Linked DNA regions of Arachis hypogaea: region 1 is linked to region 2. The links are chromatin contacts, called in public Hi-C maps. All regions are on one chromosome and are shown on one strand. Each heading gives the region's core, a stretch centred on a gene start, on an enhancer-like site or on the middle of the called end of the contact. The rest is flanking DNA. Distances are from core to core; before and after follow the strand shown.

Region 1 (2,920 bases), core at 233-2,732, 140 kb after region 2:
TTTTTTAAAATTAAAATGTCTAATTTTAAAATTCTTGAAGACTGATTTAAATAATTACTCTTATATATATTATATATAGTTGAGGAAAAATTTTAAATATTTATGAAATTATGAAATATTAATATTTTAATAATTTTAATCATAAAAATATATAATATATTAATTAAAATTAATATTTAAAATTATTAAAATATTAATATTTTAAAAATATTTAAAATTTAAAATATTTAACAACAAAAAATATTAATAAACAAATTAAAATTTATTTTATTTAATATTTATTAATCATTATAATAATTTATAAATATTAAATAAGGCAAATTCTAACTATTTTTGTTATCACCTTAAAGTCCTTAATATTACCTTAAAAATGTTCCTATAGTTTATACTTAGAAAACGCACGCGATAAAAACCTTTTAACAGTGCAAATGCAATAATAAGTCCACCAATGCATATGGAATAAATAAAGTTCCATAATCCGAATTTATACCAAACAAAACTAGGTGGTTGTTGATCTATAATTCTATATTCTAGCTACTTTGCGAATCTCAGAGCGATAATGCAACGAAATTAACATAATCTAGTGAACATTTTCCTGCAAGGGAATATATCTCATGAACTTAATTCCATACATAATTAAATATTTTTCAAATAATTATTTAAGGAGAATGCTAAAACTAATGTCATTCTTTAGGTGAACATTACTAAGTTTTACCATATAACTAGTAATATCGAATTTAATAATTTAATTATATTTTTAATTTTTTCTAAAATTAAAAGTGAGATTCAAACTTATAACTTCTAAAATTAAAAGTTTTAAGTACAAAGAGACTATGTCATTTGAATTAGTGTTTGTTGGCACGCTTTTAATTTAAATGATATTTTTCTATCAATTAATTAATATAATACATATACTTGAAGGAATAAAAATTCAATCTAATATATCATTGTCTAGATATTAAAACTTTTAAAGGACAAAATATTATAGTTAATTTTATAAAAAAAAATAATAGTTAATATATACTATCTCTTATAATTTACAATTTCGTTTCAAACTCAACGTTACCTATTTTTGAAATGGAGCACCTAGTGTTTAAAAGGCCATTTATTTAACTAATTTTTAATATATATTTTATATTTAATAAATATTTTATATAAATAATTAATTTAGTAATTAATTTTTAGTGTATACATATTTTAAAATAGAGTATTTTCAAATTGGGATAATTTCTAAATCATATTTTAATTTAGGTTATATATTTCTTCTTATTAAACTATTGTAATATTGTTATAAAATACACTAATTTAAATAAAAAATGTAAAATTAAATGTTTAACATTGATATTTGTTGGTAAAACGGTAAAGACGCGGCTAGAAAAGAAGAGAGGAGAGTAGAGGGGTAAAATGGTAAAAAAGGGGAAAATAGAAGAGTAGAGAAGCACTCGTGTGTTTTGAAAAGAGAAGCGGGAGGAAGGGACAGGTGGATTGTAGTTCTACTATATAAATAACTAACTTTCCTGCTTCACAATTCGGTGCGTGCCACTCACTTTCCTCCTCCGCTGGCCCTAAATATTTTACAACTCATAATCTATATATATTCATTATCCTCCCATTTTCCTTTTACTTTTCAAATTCAAAACCAACCATCCTTTCTTCTTCTCTGGGTTCACCACCCACAGGGAGCCATCACTATCAATTAAACGACGTCGTAGCCTCTCCTCAATAACCTTCCACTTATATTTTCAATTTCACCTCTCTCCTTCTCTTCTTCTTCTTCTTCATTCTTCTTCTTCTTCTTCTTCTTCAGGTACTGTTTTTTAATTTGTTGTTCTCCCTCGTCTGATCTGGCTCAATATTTTTTATGCGAATTTTTCTTAAGCCAATGCCAGATCTGCGCGCAGTTTCGCAGCGGTTTTAACATTAATTTCTCGATTAATTATTGATGTGTTGATGTAAAATCTCATTCGTGTTGAATATTTATTTTAATTTTGTTTGAAATTGGAAGCTTGAGGAAAATATTGTTTTCTAATCAACTAAAACTATGCGCATTCAGGTGAAGAATTCAATTATGGTTGCTACTGCTGCTACGTCGTCGTTTTTCCCTGTGACGTCACGAACCGGTGGAGGAGGAGGAGGAGGAATCCCTGCCAGCCTCGGCGGAGGGCTCAAACAAAATCACAGGTCTTCAAGTGTTAAGGCCAATGCGCATGCTCCTTCAAAGATCAACGGAACCGCCACAAAGGTTCCAAAATCCATGGAGAGCATGAAGCTGGAATCCTCGTCGACGACCGGGGCTAATGCGCCGAGGACTTTCATTAACCAGATTCCGGATTGGAGCATGCTGCTGGCCGCCATCACGACAGCCTTCCTTGCGGCGGAGAAGCAGTGGATGATGATCGATTGGAAGCCGAAGCGATCCGATGTGCTATCTGATCCATTTGGTATTGGGAGGATTGTGCAGGATGGGCTTGCTTTCAGGCAAAATTTCTCCATTCGATCTTACGAGATAGGCGCCGATAAGACCGCGTCTATAGAGACGCTAATGAATCATTTGCAGGTTTGTGTGCAGATACCAAGAAGAATTTCTATGCTTAGTGGGATATGAGTTAGTTGTTGTTATTTTCTGACTTGAAATGGTTATTGTTGGATAGTATTGTGGAAGCGTGTGGTTTGCACACACATTCTTGGTAATCTTACATTGAGAATGCTAACCAACAATTTTTTACTCAACATGTAACTAACAATTCTGTTTTCTCTTTTTCCTCTTTCACAAAAGGAGATAAAGCATACTTGATTACTTAGCTTCCTTTGTTTTCTTATGTTAGTTATATGTTAGCTACAAAATTGTGCGAGAGAGTTTTGATTTTGGAGAGGAAATATAAAGTTAGTTTATTTTACACTTTAAACTTGACTCCATCCT
Region 2 (3,106 bases), core at 71-2,570:
AGTAATCCCTGAATAGTTTAAAATTTTTTGAAATAGTTTCTAAAAAATTTTAAAAAGTTTAAAACAGTCCCTTCAACTTATTTATATATAATTATTTTTAAATTAATAAATTTTAATTTCTAATTTTTATATTTATTTTAAATTTCATTATTTATATATACAAAAACTTTTTATGTATTTTCAAACCCTAAATTATAAATTAATTTTGAAAAGACATTATTTTTTTAAAAAAATTAAAATACATAAATTTATATTTATTTTTGACCATTTAATTTAATATGTAGGTATCATATTCTGTGATTATTTTTTAATGACAAAGAAGAGAATTTGTTAGTATTATTTGAAGAGATATGAGAACTTTAATTTAACTTAAAATTTTTCACATAAACAATTGGAAATATTTGTACAAATGTTTATAAAGGTGACACTTGCATGCAATGCAAACTTAGTCATTTAAAAAAAGTTAAATTTGTATATTTTGGTCAACTATAATGTCAATGCGAATGATTTACAAAATTCAAATGTGAAATTTTTAATACTTTACAATATTTAAAGAAGAAAATGTCTTAGCAAATCAAGTATTTTAGTTGTCTTTTTAGAAAATGTTGAGATTCACTAATTATAATATTGTATAAAATAGATTTACAGTTAAATATGTTTGTGTTACCACGGTTAGTAATTATGCCAAAAAATATATATTTTTTTACTTATGAATATCTTTTTTATATTTATTTGATGTCAATATTTTAGAAATTTAGGTATATAGATAATAATTTTTATAATATAAAGACCTCTTAAATTTAGGAGATATTGTTATGATTTATGCATCATATTAATATAGGGTAATAGGGTATCATAAATTAATAATTAAATAATGTTATTTCTTATAATATTTTAATATTAAAATAAAAATTTTTAATATATATTATGTTATTTTTTATATTATTTATTTACTAATTATTTTTAATAATATTTTATTATTTTAATTAATAAAATTATTATAAGACGTTGGTTTTAAAAAAAAATTTAAAATATTCGAAATGAATATTTTAAAATTTTTTAAAAATTATTTTGAAAATTTTTAAAATTTTTTGAAATTGTTTTATATAAATTTTTTTAAAAGAAATTAAAAAAAAATTATTTTTTAAAATAATTTTTTATTTTATTTAAATTTTTTTTTGAAAACTGGAGCAAGTTCATCGACGGCATAAACGAAATTGCAAATTTTGTTGAAGTTCGCTTACTATAACAGCAAACTTGATTAAAACTAACAAGTATGCTTATTAATGCGATAAATTTGTTCTTATTTCTGTTGAATTTGAATCATTCACATCAACAACAATTATCATTAGTGACTAATAAAAAAAAATTATATTATCTAATAAAAATACATGTGAAAAACTATTTTATGTATTTTAAATTAAAAAAAATTGTCCAATTTTAAAAATGTTCGAACTGATGTCAATGATTTGGGTAATTAGTTTTTTTTTTTCTTAATATATTTTCATTCAGGCGACCATGTTATGGGCAGCGTGGCGTGACGCGCTGCTGCTGAATGATAGCTATCCTATCGCTATCACTCAGTAAGAGATTTGATTCTTTCTTCCCATTACGTTTTGTCTACTTTCTTCTTCTTCTTCTTCTCTTTTTAATAGCAAATCAGTTAAACCTTTCAGGGTTTCAACTTCAAAACTATGATAATTGCGTGTTCAAATTAGAGTCCAAGTTAGTCAGTGTGTGTTCGTGCTAATTAGTTCTTATGGCATACAAATCGCTGACTTCAATCACCGTCTCGGACATTGAATCCGTTGGGATTTCAACTGAGGTTGCTTCCGCCTTCCACCGCCGCCTCAAAGAAATCATTGCAACCCATGGAGCTGGCACTCCTGCCACGTGGCACAACATCACAAACACCATTCTCACCCCTGACCTTCCCTTCTCCTTCCACCAGATGCTCTACTATGCTTGCTACATCGATTTTGGACCTGACCCGCCCGCTTGGATACCCGACCCGTATGCTATGCACCTTCTCACTTTTAAGTTTTAATTGCTTCATTTTATTCATGTTGTTGATTCATACTTATGCTTGTGATTCCCCCAAAGTGCTCCTGACATTCATGCCGTGCACTGATTTGGTCCTGAAGTTCCAATTGCATCATTGTCGTCTGTGAGACTGAGTTTCGGGTACCATAGTGTTCCTCAACCCATTTCCATAATTACGTCGTTTTGATAGTTGTGGGCATGTAAAACACTAAAACTATTTGCACACACACTTTGATTGGGCGCCAAAAGCAAAGGACCTCGTTTCACTATTGTCCAGCGTGGCAATGGAGTGCTCGCTCATCACTCCGTTTGCTGACTCACTGTCGCCAAGGGGTCGAGGGACCACTATGGTGCCCAGAGCTCAGTTTCAGGAACGAGTGGATGCCATTAGTGCAATTGGAATCAGGGACCAAACGGGAGCACGTCATGAATCTCAGGACTACTATTTAGTCGTCATTTTGAAAATTTGGTAGATTTATAACTTGAACACTGTTACAAATCGTATCTAGATATATTGAATTGTTAACGTATCAAATTTTCATAGACTCTGGTTTTGATATGATATGTACTAAGGGCCTTGTTTGCTGTATTAATTATTATGTAAGATTTGGGATTACATGTCATAATCTGTGCATTGCAATGATTTATGTTAAGAAATTAAAGCTCCTGAACCTTTTTACTTTTTTTTTTAATTTCTCATTTCATGTGTAATTAGGGAATGTGCTCTTTCAACAAATGTTGGCCAGTTACTAGAGAGGAGGGGTAAAGAGTTTCTGGGTTCAGCATATAAGGATCCTATTTCGAGTTTTTCTGATTTCCAAAAATTCTCAGTATCAAACCCTGAGGTCCTAACCAGGATAATCTCAAGACTTTGTTTTGTACTTTAGTTCAATTTTCTTGTGAGTTGGCAGCGTTGTCATTGTTGTTGTGTATGATTTCAGGTATTTTGGAAAAATGTGCTGGATGAAATGAACATATCATTTTCCACGCCACCTGAATGCATCTTGCGAGAGAATCTCCCGGGAGAAAGCTCGCTAACACACCCGGGTGGTCAATGGCTTCC

Evidence for each region. Hi-C and Micro-C count contacts between places; a contact is called where the count stands out from the background.
Region 1: a Hi-C map of leaf shows a contact between it and region 2, with 1.6 times the contacts expected there. The contact joins the promoter of LOC112716234 here to the promoter of LOC112716229 in region 2. A contact is called at or near these places in 2 of 8 Hi-C or Micro-C datasets (leaf and an unstated tissue).

Annotation. Positions count from the first base shown.
Region 1 is chr10:103,862,561-103,865,480 of arahy.Tifrunner.gnm2.J5K5, forward strand. LOC112716234 (palmitoyl-acyl carrier protein thioesterase, chloroplastic) reads left to right here and starts at 1,483. Exons shown (of 7, transcript XM_025768100.3): 1 at 1,483-1,807; 2 at 2,054-2,557. The coding sequence starts at 2,069.
Region 2 is chr10:103,727,604-103,730,709 of arahy.Tifrunner.gnm2.J5K5, forward strand. LOC112716229 (probable acyl-activating enzyme 17, peroxisomal) reads left to right here and starts at 1,321. Exons shown (of 15, transcript XM_025768096.3): 1 at 1,321-1,583; 2 at 1,677-2,013; 3 at 2,759-2,888; 4 at 2,985-3,106. The coding sequence starts at 1,760.